Regions from separate parts of the Mus musculus genome. Here region 2 is linked to region 1. A link is a contact called in public Hi-C data. All regions are on one chromosome and are shown on one strand. The core of a region is the stretch at or near the end of the contact, and the rest is flanking DNA. Distances in the headings are between cores, read along the strand shown. Region 1 overlaps Cfap61 (cilia and flagella associated protein 61). Region 2 overlaps Cfap61 (cilia and flagella associated protein 61).

Region 1 (6,292 bases), core at 1,438-3,937:
TTTGAAATCACTGCTTACGTGTAATAACCCTTTCCTGCCCATGTCAGGATGCGTGACTCCTTCTTTGTTTAGATTCCTGGCCCATGTACAGGCACAATGGAGACAGAGAGTTTAAACCTGGGGGATAGGAAGGAAAGCCCTCATTGGGCTGTTGAGAAAAACAATGGTGTGGGTGTTTGCTTGCTACCTAATGCTGGGGTGTTTATGGTGCTGGGAAATTGCAACTGGTTAAGAACGCTTCTACCATTGCTGACCACATCAAATCTTGACATGTGGCTTAAGTAAGATTAAGATTTAGCAAGGGATTGGGAAAGTAGGTCGGTGGCATTTAGCCTATACAGTGCCTGCAGTTAGACCATCGGCTTTGCATAAAACAAAGAGGTGTGCAGGTTTCAAGACCAATGGATAATGTCTGGACTAGGGACATAGCCTGGTGGAAGAACGCTTGTGGGAAAGGTTTCTGTTTGATGCCCAGCACTGTCACAAACAAACCACGCAGCAGCCGCACTACACTGGAGTAATAATGTTGAAAACGGAAAGGATCAGTAACATTGTAACTGACCCCTCACGGAGTGGACCTAGATACTCAAAATAAGGCGCTGATTTATGTGGAAGGCTTTTTTTCTCTCTTTTAAAAAACATTTTAGATGTGTTTAACACTTTAAACAATTGTCTGAGATACGTTGAGCTTAATAGGATTGTTCCGGGAGGAATTTCAATGTATTCCTAGCACCCCTGTGTTCAAGAAGAGCGGACAGAACTCCCGTGGCTGAAGCACGCAGGGCTGATAAGCGCCATTTCTCACACAGTTCCCGTGTCGCTGCAAGCCTCACATCCCTTGGCCACGTGCATCAGCTTCCACGCATTACTGCTGTCTTTTCTCTCCAGCCACTTGCTTTTCATGCCTTTTATCCTGCTTAGAGCATCTCTGAGTAGCTGTCGGTCCCTCGCTTTCACCTAGGAAGCCAATCTTCAAGGGGACAGATCACCCCAGGCATGAGTAATGGGATAGAATGCCTTTCATCTCCGTGGGTTGCCAATTTGAACCTGGCACAAGACAGCGGTGATTCGGATTCATCACTGTGTGGGAAGGCAATGTGCGCTCTCCCTCCCCTCCGAGTCTACCCTTCCCCACCCTGAGGCCATAGAGCTTCTGCCTTATTTGGGTATGCACCTTCCCAGTGGCTTCTATTAATAGACAGCTCACTCCAGAGCAGACCATAGGAAAGCACCTCAATGCCTTCATCTTCATCACACCTAGAAGTTGGCCCCCAAGAGTCACAATAATAACTCTATAGTTGACCATTAGGAACTCATGGGTAAGAGAGAGGCCTTTCCTGGTCAAGGCCATAATCCACACAGTAGACTTGGAAGATTCTCATCCAGTTTGAATGAGCCATCTTGGCGTGTGCATTTACGTTCTGAGCTATTGTCACAAACTTTCATTTAGATGGGTCGCCATAGCTTACCATAGCACTGTAATCCTGAGAAATACTCTCTATCTGCCTGAGTTCGTTGTGCAGACAAACCAATTAAAGATTGGGCAAGTTGCCTTTCTCCTACTTTGGAGGTCTGTGGAGAAGGCATTTTTTTCTTTCCTGTCTGTACCCTAGAGGGATTTTGAGTTGACTTTGTTACTGTCACTGCTCTTGGGAAAGCTGCCAGTATATTTAACAATATATCAATTTTTTGGTTTGTTTTTTGTTTTTTTGAGACAGGGTTTCTCTGTTTAGCCCTGGCTGTCCTGGAACTCACTTTATAAACTAGGCTGGTCTCGAACTCAGAAATCTGCCTGCCTCTGCCTCCCAAGTGCTGGGATTAAAGGCGTGTACCACCACCACCTGGCAATATATCAATTTTTTGTTTAACTTTCATGCATTTGGGTATTTTGCCTTCATGTATGTCTGTGTACCATATGCTTGCAGTACCTTCAAAGGCCAGAAGAGAGTGCTGGATCCCCTGGAGCTGGACTTAGAAACAGTTGGGAGCCTACATGTGGGGGTACTGGGGGAATGAACCCAGGTCCTCTGTAAAGCCATCTGCCCAGCCCCTTACTTACAGAGTTAATGGCGGTGGATGAGGGAGGGGGAAGAATAGTAGGAGCTGCGACTCGCTAGCTAGGATTGGACCTGTAGAGTTTGTAGAGACCTGTCTGTAGAGTTCCTGGAGTGTCTGCGCTTCCTGAGCTTCCTCTTGTGACGGTTAACAATTATTTATAATGCTAAACTCCAGAAATTCGCCTTGGAATCCACTGTGTTTATCATTCACAAGAGCTCTCATGGTCTATTCTAATTATAGTCTTTGTCCTGATTTAGAGTGGTCACAGAATGAAGGTATGCTCTCATCCCCATCTGAGAAACCATGCTTTCAGAGCGTTCAGCGCCGATGTTATTATTATTATTTTTTTCCCTTCTGGTTGTAATGACAGTCTGCTGAAATCTGAACTAACTTCTTTAGGGGCCTCCATTTCTCTGTGTTTGTTTTCTCCACATCTCCTTTTGTCCTTGTACAAGAAAAAACAGCAGTGTATCTAACCCCCCACCCCCAGAGCTAAGTGTTGGCCCACCCTTTCCTGGTACGTGATCTCAGAAAGATGTCACTGGCTGGCATTCAGTTACCCTTTGAATTGCCCCTTTTTATCTGGGCTGCTCTTCCCCAGTCCAGCTATAATTACCATCTGATGGACGGTTACTGGATCCTGTTGCACTTGGGCATCTGCTGCCTTGGGAAATTGCATTATTCTCCCAGCACCTGCTAGGTTTTCCCCAGAGTAATTGTTTCCCAGTCCCTTCCTTAAACGTGGTGACTTTCACTGACAGTAGTCAGACTTCCCTTAGTCATAGTAGTGGTTGAAGTATGTAGTATTTTTTTTAAACAATCAAACAAAGAAACCAACCAACCAACCAGCCAACCAAAATCCACAGTTTTTTATTATCTCCTGAGGAGATGATTCTAAAATTGTAAACCTGTGGTTTTCAGCACCATCTATGCATTGATCCTTATTAATATCACCACAGTGAAGTTTCCTGGACATGAAACAAACCTACTTTCAGTCACTACAGGGGTCTAGTTGGCTTTTCCAGCCCTGTTCTCAGCCTCTTCCTACACATTCATGCTACTCCTGGGAAATACGTTTCCTTAGAATGGCGGGGAACCCTTTCCTCTATGAATTGTAGAGAAATTTGTGTAAATTCCTTCATGGGCTCTTTTTTTCTCAAATAATATACCTTCTGTGTCATTTTCCCCAATGCTCTGACACTCCTTAGTTAAATATAACGTGCTGTGTGTATGCAGGTATCAGAATGGCTTTTAGATCCGAGGTTTGTCCTCATGACTCTCACAAGTCTTTTCCCTCAGACAGTGATGCTGGGCATCCCTCCTGTGGTTACTGTTTGCTGAGATCTGGTTGGTGGTTTCCTGTGAACCCATCTTATGTACCTGTCACACCAGCACTTACTGTTGTGACCATCTTCCTCATAGAGGGGTGTGTGTGTGTGTCGGGTGGGGGTGACTTGTTCAAAGGCTGGTTTATTGACAGATCTTCCCACCAGGCAGCTAATTGCCTAAACTCACTCTTAGCCATGACTTGCAGAGTTTATTAACTAACGTGTAAATCTGACGCCACGGCCATTCTAGGAAACTAGCAAACAGAAAGTAGACAGCTTGACACTAAACTTTTTTAATCCCTCACATCTTTAACACCAGCCACTTAATCAAAAATGTGATCCACAGACTTGCCAGGACCCCCCACCCCCAACTCTAGCCGGTTTCTGCTCTTAGTGTCAATCCCGCACCAGCCTAACTCTGGCTGAGGAGGCTGCGGAGAAGCAGACATCTGGGCCAGACTGGTGTGCTAGGCCTGTTTTGAGACATCAATAGATGGAGGGTGTCTATAATTCCCTCTGTGTTGTATCAGCATGCTGTTACAAGCCTTTCAGAATTGTGGTGGCAGCTGCTATGGAAAGAAGAAAAATATGATCCCATATGGTGGTTATATTACAAACTTCTCAAGATTCAGCTCTATATTGAATGGTGCTCAGCAGTGTTCTTAGCCTATCACAGGAGTGCCTGATGGTTTACTTGAGGAGCTAGCGGCACAACTGACAAATGCTGGGTGGTATTTAGGAGTTAGGCCATGAGAGGATGGCAAAAGGATGAGAATAAGTTGTGAAACCGATTTTTAGTATCTCAGGAGCGTTACCAACTAGCATCAAATCTCATCATTTCACAGAATAAGTGGTTCAGTCACCCTTCGACAAAACTTTAGTGTGATATAAATAAAAGGTAAGTTCAAGAAATAGAATGTAGATCTACACACACACAGAGACACAGAGACACAGACACACACAGACACACACACACACACACACACACACACACACACACACACACACACATGTATGTCTTGGTTACTTTTCCATTGCACGTCTGTCATGAAGGGGAAGTCATAGCCATGGGAGCTGCAGGCAGCTGGCTACATTGCATATTCAACCAAGAAGCAATTGTAATGAGCACCTGTGTTCATCTCACTTTTCCTTTTTTATTTAGTCCAGAATCTCAGCCAAGGAAATGGTACCACTCAGAATGGGGAGGTCTTCCCACCTCAGTTAACCTTATCCAAAAAAGTCCCCACAGGCATGTCCAGAGGCCCATCTCCCAGGTGATAACTGAGATCAGTCACTGAAATACCTTACAAGCCACAGTTTAGTACATTCATGGAATTACAAAACCATCACCACTGCCTACATTTTTAGTATTTTCTCTCTTATCCTTGCTCCTACTTGGAATCTCTATCAACCACCTACTTTCAGTCCCTTGAACTTGCCCGTTTGGGATATTTCATACAACACATGATACTTGGTGAACAGCTTCTTTCACTCATGAGGGCACCCATGCGGTAGCACGTGTCTATACTTTATTCCTCTTTACTGCTAAATATTATATTGTATGGATAATGTCATATTCTGTTTTTATTCAGCTGTTGAAAATTTGAATTGTGTCCACTTTTGGTGAATAACTATGCTATGAAAATTCACGTACTTTGTGTGTGTGTGTGTCTATCTGTTCATTTCACTGTATAGCTTGGAAGTGGAATTGCTGGGTCTTCCCAGAGACTGCTCCATTTTGCAATCTCTCATTTTTAGATTAGATCTAGCATTCTGTCTACGAAATAGTAAAATGCTGTTCCTCTTAAGAACAGGGAAATGGAGTGTACCTGACATTTTTTCTGGTACTCTGAGAAAGCTTCATTCATACACGGGAGACTGTGCAGCTCATGAAGTTTCAGTTACTGTGTTTTTAAAGCAGAAATATTGTTAAAATCCACTTTCTCCTGCCTGTACCTGATCTATCCACCCAGACACAGGCTTCCTTTGATCTCGAAGCAGCATTTAGGGGAGACTGGGCTGCAGATATCCATATGAACCCAAGAGGGAGGCAGAGAGGGCATCTATATGATGCTTTCAGGCCAGAGCTGGTCTTTGTGTCCCAGTGGCTTCTTTAGAGTTTGCTCTTGGGGAGGTAAAGATTGTCAATGCCTACTGCTGGCTTGACTTTGGGTATCTTAAAATACGAGGTGCAGTAAAATGGCAAAGGGGGTGATTAGAGCTACAGATACAAAGAAAATATCATGACAAAAAACTCAGTACAGGTTTCTGGAAAGAAGAAATAGACAAAACCAGCCCCAGCACCCCACTGTCTCTAATTGGCCACTCTGTGTAAATACTGTGGTGTTGAGGGGCCGAGGACACGGTACAGTCAAGTACATGCATTCAAGCATGAGTATCTAAGTTCAATCTTCCGAGCTCATACAAAAGCCAGGTATGATGGCGTGCGCTTGTATCTGAGTTTTAGGGAGACAGATCTCTGGGGGGCTCTCTGGCCAGGCAGGGAGTCTAGCTTAATCCTTGAGTTCCAGGTTCCAGTGGGGAAAAAGTCCCTGTTAAAAAACAAACAAAGAAGCAAAATGAGGTGAGTGTGCCAGAGAAGTGACACCTGAGGGTGACACCTGGCTTTTATGTGCACGTGTGCTCATCCTCCCCCACCACACGCCTTCTCAAGCACACACAAACCCATTCACCACCACCGATGGGCGAGCGTCGTGTGAGTGAGCATGTGCGCATGAGTACGCGCCCCAGTTGACTGTGGGTTTCAGGGCGCCTTGAGACACGTCTTTTCCCTCAATCTGTTGTGGCTGTCTTCCTGTATCACCTAGCTGTTTGGCACAGCCAAGCAGTCCTCCACTGATGGGAGCTGGCCCTGCCCCTGATGAAGGAGCACGGTCTTCTTCATG
Region 2 (5,941 bases), core at 1,566-4,065, 150 kb after region 1:
CTGGAGCCTGAGCAAGTTACCATACCGCTGAAGTGGCTATACCACGGAAGGAAATGACGCTTATCCCTTTCGAAACCATTAACTGTCAACTGTTCCTCAGGAAGGAGGTGGGGCTTCATGAGCCCCTTCACCATCATGGAATGTTGACAGCCCCATCTTTTGCAGTTCTTGTACAGGTCACCACACGTCCACGAGAGAGTGCTTCATGTCACTCCTCCCTAGCCTCCACCTCTTAGGCTCTTTCCACTCCATCTCCCTTGGTGTGGGAGGGGATACAGAAAAACCTGATGAGACGTTCACTGATGGAGAGGAAAGTCCGTGAGCCTCTGCCCTACTCAAAGAACTACGGCAACCCAGGAATGCTAAGAATGGGAAACGTAACTCTCCCCAGGAAAAAGCACACCAACTAGCTATCCAATACCAAAAGTCAGCCCTGAAAACACACATATAAATAACATTATACGATCTAAGCAAGTGGTATTTAGGAATATGTTTATACATATATATCCATATATGTATATACAGGTAGGCATGTAACAACAACTAATGAAAATGAAGCCATAAATTTGAAAGAGAACAAGGAAGGGTATATGGAAATGTTTGGAGGTAGAAGGGGAAGGGGGAAATGATGTAATTATATTAATATCAAAAGTATGTCGTGGCTAAGGAAGTCATAGGCCTTAGGGGTGGAAACCTACTACTTGTTTTGATGGGTGGAGACCGTGTCAAACTGCCTTCCAAATGTGTTTATACCCAAAGAGTAATCATGCTGCGATCAGAAATGCTTGTGTTTGTAGTGAGTGTCTGTTGGTGCCCAAACTATGAAGAATAAACGGCTGTTGAGTCCCAGCTTTTTGAGATAGGTTTTCACTATGTAGCGCAAGCTGGCCATGAACTCATGTTATGGCCCAGTTTGACCCTGAACAATTCCTGATCTCTCTCGAGCTCCTAGATGCTGGGATTACAGGTTTGCCCCCAACACACCCAACTCATTCCCCCTTTCTCAATACTACCTATCTTGGGGGCATTTTACAGAGTTTAGCCTCCTTTAACAGAATCACATTGTAGGTTTGTGAAAGACTATATAAAGCCAGCAGTCAGAAACAGTCACAATGCAATGTGCACAGAGTCCTTGGACACTCACTTGATTGATGCATGCTGTGTGCAGTTGCCAAGGTATGCACCCATGGAATAATGCTATGGCAGATGCAACCAGATACCTCTGCTAGGGGTAACCCATCCATCCATCCCCTCTAAACTGTCACCCCAGTTTTGTGGCTCTCTGTCCCACCTTCCCAGGTGAGCCTGGGCCATTCCTGCCCCCCTCCAGGAGTTCACACTTTGTCTTCCTACCCGGGAGTGCTTTTCCCTCAGGTTTCTGTGAGGTTCCCTCGCCCTTCCCTTGGGTCTCTGCTCACTAAGCCACCGCCTCAGAACTGAACCTTTCATCACCCTCTTCTCCAACTGTTTCTACTCTGCCATTGCTTCATTTATTTTTTTTTCAAGAAAGTCTTCTATTTTGTCCCTTCCTTAGTCATCTCAAGAATATAAGCTCCACATTGGCAGGGATGTCTGTCTTTTGGGTCCCTACAGTTTTTCTAGTACCTGGAAGCATGGTAGGGACATTGGGGACAAAGGATAGATAGTATTAGCATACTAACGATGGATAAACTACAGGTGGCAACCCAGGGAATCATGTCACAAATGGGTGCCGTGTGGACTGAAACACAGACCCTGGTTACCTTCATCTTCTGGTGCCTATGATAGCCCTGGGGAACTCTACCTCTGTCGCTCCTCTGGCTGGAAACCATTTTTTTTCCTGTTGTGTGCATACCCATGGCACCCACAGACAGTGGCAGAGGTGGAAAACTCACTGACAGAGAAGAGTGACACAGTGGCCTCAGGCTGACTCAGAGCCCGAGGAAGGTGGGTTACCTACGCCATGATGTTTCACATTACAATAAAGGAAAGGCTAGCACGTCAGTAACGGTGCTTGGTTATGGCAAGAATGTATTCAGTTTCCAAGAACTTTTGTCTTGGATCATTGTGAATTAAGGGGATGGGGGGCCATATCCTCCATGTAAAATGTGCTCTGTTCGGCCTCTGGGGGCCAGGCAGTAAATCTCATAGTGAATCTCAACTCAAGAGCACAGCTTCCCTGCGAGTGGCTCAGTTAAGCATCAGCCAGCCGTTCAGAGGCCAGGCTGCAACACCGAGGTGGCCTGCTTTCTGCTCATTATTAATCCAGAAACCTTAATGATGAACAACATTTGTGTTATTTTCTACCCAAATTTAATCTGTTCGTGCAGCAGTCCAGTCAATCCTGCAATCTGTTTTTCTCAAATGAGGGCAGATAATGGAGACGCCGTTCTTTACAAGTCTTCAGGCTTTTAAATTCTGATAAAAATCAGGATTCTTCACTGGGTCCTGCCCCGGCTCTGAATTAAACCACTTTAAATGTAATTATGGAACCTGGCCTTCCATCAGGAACATCCATTTAAAACATTGATTGGCCAGGCTGCTCTGTGAGGCTCTTTATGAGCAAACGATTGCAATGGGGCCAGAACTGTAATTTATCAAGGCAAAAAAAGCAGGTAAATACTTTATTAGTGGTAATGAGAGGGTTGCCGGCTAACTGAATCTCTTCTTCTCTCACCAGCTACTTCACAGAGCCGTGGTGCATGGCCCTCTTCCACGATCGTTTTATTGATCTCAAGAAAGAGTTGCGCCAAATCTTAATCTCCAAGCAGGTAAGCGTGATTAGTGGACATGTGGGTGTTATTCCTTGCAAATTGTAAGCAGTTGACAGCCGTTGATCATTTGGACTTTTCCCCCTACATTCCCATCTCGTAGTGGTTTCTTAGTCCCTCTGCACTGCCTTAGATAAACTCTGGAGTCTATAAATGGAGACAGCAATGTTTCAGGAGTGGCTTGCCTTAAACCCTTTGCTGGACACTGCTCTTGCGTCCTTTTTTTACAAGTAGCTGTGTCTTCCTCTTCATGATGGCTGAAGACTAGATATGAGTTGTTTTTACCTGCTGGGAGGAGTGGAAATCTCATCTCTTTAGTTTTCTGTCGGTTATTGCTGAGTGTGTGTGTGTGTGTGTGTGTGTGTGTGTGTGTGTGTGTGTGTTTCTGTGTGTCTGTGTGCTTATATCTATCATTCCAGCAGTAGAAGCAGGAGGCTCAGGAGTTCATGGTGATTCTCTGTTCCATAGCAAGTTCCACACTTGCCTGAGTTACACAAGACTCTGTCCACCCATACACATACAAATAAAGTAAAAAATGTAGAGAACCCACCCAAGTGTCAGAATACACTAATTTTATAACTAAAACGTCTATATCAAGATGATAGAAAATTATCCAGAAGGTAGGCCTCTTTTCTGAGAGGTGCCATGCTCAGAAAATACCTCTGTGGAAATCAGGATGTATTTATGAAACTTCACAGCAATTCTTTTGATACTGAAGCCCTTAGCATTGCCGAGGAAAGTTAGTGTTTATGTTCAGGGTGGTGAGAGATCCATCCCAGGCTCCACCTGACTCAGACAGACAGAACCTTTCTGAATATCCGGGCCTTCATTGGTTTCTGTCACATTCTGATGTCTGAATGAACAGTTCCTACGTCCCTTCTTGTCTCTTCCATTTAGAAGCATCCACAGCCGTGCAGGTTCTATGGCAGAGCCACCATATTGGGCAGCTTAGAGGAAATCGTTTTTTGGTTTTTTGTTTTAAAGATTTATTTATTTATTATGTGTAAGTACACTGTAGCTGTCTTCAGACACACCAGAAGAGGGCGTCAGATATGATTACAAATGGTTGTGAGCCACCATGTGATTGCTGGGATTTGAACTCGGGACCTTTAGAAGAGCAGTCGGTGCTCTTAACCGCTGAGCCATCTCTCCAGCCTGGAAGTCGTTTTTTGTAACCCATACCATGTTCTAGCCCCAGCTCACATCGCCTCACCGAACCCTGTGCTTCCTAGACCTTTCCACCAGTGGAGAAACTGAAGTGAAATAACCCACCATAGGTTAGTTATGCAGGAGTCTGGCTAACAAGCGTGAGACTCAATGCTCATTCGCCAGCCGGGAATGGAGGCCCAGAGTAGGGCAGAGTCAAATCTCTGCCTCCCATGTCTTTACTCTTGATTTCCAATACAATTCCCCAGGAGCTTGCTCCCAAATGTAGGCAATGCACTAATATGAAACAGACTCAGATTGGAAGCATAACTATAAAGTTTAAATCAAAATGGCATGCTTTAGGGCCTTCATAGGTAGAAGCCCAGGAGTCAATGTTAGTAGGGAATATTTACATTAAGGAGTTAAAATTCCCATAAGCATGGCTATTCCGGTCAGTCCCACAATGGCCTTGAAAGAGAAACAACATGAGTAAATGGGAGAGTCAGACAATGCTTAAGTCATTCAAACTGGAGGTATAGACACTCCCTGGACCCAATGTAAGTAGCCCTAAGGACACTAAAGCACATAGAAGCTCAAGTCCCTCATATAGAATGGAGCAGTATTTGCATAGGGCCTACACATCCGTCAGCACACATTAGACCACCTCTAGATTACTTAAATCACCTACTAAAGTACCATAGAGCTTGAACCACATCATTTAGGGATAACGGGGAGGGGGGTGAGAATCACATAAGCATTGACAATACAGATGTAATTTTTTACCCAAGTATGTTTGATCCCTAGTTCATTAGATCTGTTGGTGAAACCTGTGGTATGGGGGTTGGGGGGGGGGCAACTATATACTAGCAATGGGTATGGGTCCCAGAGCCTGGAGGAGGTCAGCTCAGGCTGAGAGCTGAGCCACCATTACAGACCTACTGCTCACTATCTCTAGGACATTTCCCTCCTCTCACGCTGATCTGCTGAGTGCCATCGCTGAAGCAAAGACTCATCTGACCCCGGGTGAGCCCACAATGCTTTCTCGGCGCATGCTTGAGCTCCTTGGTTAACACTTTGCACGGCACTTAGGATAGACAAAGTGCTTTCTTGTTACCGGCCTGTTTCTGAGGTAAACACTGGAAAGCAGGGCGCTTTTTTTAAAAAGTACTTTAGCATAATTGTTACCATAGACTGTATTTTCTTTAATAAAATGCAATTTCCTAAAGCATTAATTTTCCAGGGATTTGAGGAGTGAGTGAAGGCTGGGTGAATGGTGAGGCACAGAGCGTACCTTAGGGCAGTGGAACTATTCCATATGATACCATGTCATCACACCATTGCTTAACAGTGGGTCTCAGCCTGTGGATCACGACCCCTTTGGGGTCACAGATCAGATCTCTTGCATATCAGGTATTTACATTACGATTCATAACAGTAGCAAAACTACAGTTATGAGGTAGCAATGACATAATTTTATGGTTAGGGCCGCCACAACATGAAGGGCTGTATTAAACGGTCTCAGTGTCAGGGAGATTGAGAACCATAAGATGCTGAAGAAATGCACTAAGGCATTCGTGGTGATGCATCAATATTGGATCAATTATTGAGAAAAAAGAAAGGAAAAGGAAAAAGAAGCAGTTAAACTCGGTGGCATGCAACACGTTTGACAGAACTCCTCACGGCTCCCTGAAATGTCCATCTAGAGCCTGACATTGGCTGCCAGCCTGTTTCCTATGCCGACTCAGGCAGGAGTGGATACTCAGCCTGAGCTGATGCATTCTAAAGGCATCTTAGCATTTCTGTGGTGTCTCTAGCCAGAGAATGCAGCCTGCCTCCATGAGAGACGAGCGGAAGAACTCAGAGGGGACCGTCTTGCTTTTAGCATTTCTGTTCATCAGTTGGGAAAGCCACAGGGAGAGGTGGTATGTGGTGTGGGGCCTACTGCTATTCAAAGTTAGGATAGCTTTGGGCAAACCTTCATATACCACAGACAAGACTCCAGACAGACAGACATTGGAAGAGCGTCAGAAGAGATGTGTGGAAAA

The links. A called contact is a pair of places that touch in the nucleus more often than the background predicts.
Region 2: a contact with region 1 is called in a Hi-C map of the N1E-115 cell line, with 6 times the contacts expected there. The contact joins two enhancer-like sites. A contact is called at or near these places in 1 of 15 datasets of contacts at CTCF or cohesin (pro-B cells), 29 of 484 Hi-C or Micro-C datasets (the N1E-115 cell line, cerebellar granule neurons, cerebellum and 12 more), 13 of 115 datasets of contacts at active chromatin or transcription factors (acute myeloid leukemia, embryonic basal ganglia, embryonic forebrain and 6 more) and 3 of 9 other capture datasets (adipose tissue, liver and pancreatic islet).

What each region holds. Positions count from the first base shown.
Region 1 is chr2:146,047,599-146,053,890 of GRCm38.p6, forward strand. The region is part of intron 17 of Cfap61 (cilia and flagella associated protein 61); the gene reads left to right. Among named protein-coding and RNA genes, the nearest start is that of Gm34629, 49 kb to the right of the region's middle. Within about 2 kb of position 2,688, at least 9 of the 459 cell types and tissues checked have an H3K27ac peak or open chromatin away from gene starts, as enhancers often do. A contact at or near this core is called in the N1E-115 cell line, where this site is marked.
Region 2 is chr2:146,198,051-146,203,991 of GRCm38.p6, forward strand. Cfap61 (cilia and flagella associated protein 61) reads left to right here. Exons shown (of 27, transcript NM_001369121.1): 26 at 2,660-2,750. Among named protein-coding and RNA genes, the nearest start is that of Insm1, 21 kb to the right of the region's middle. Within about 2 kb of position 2,816, at least 2 of the 459 cell types and tissues checked have an H3K27ac peak or open chromatin away from gene starts, as enhancers often do. A contact at or near this core is called in the N1E-115 cell line, where this site is marked.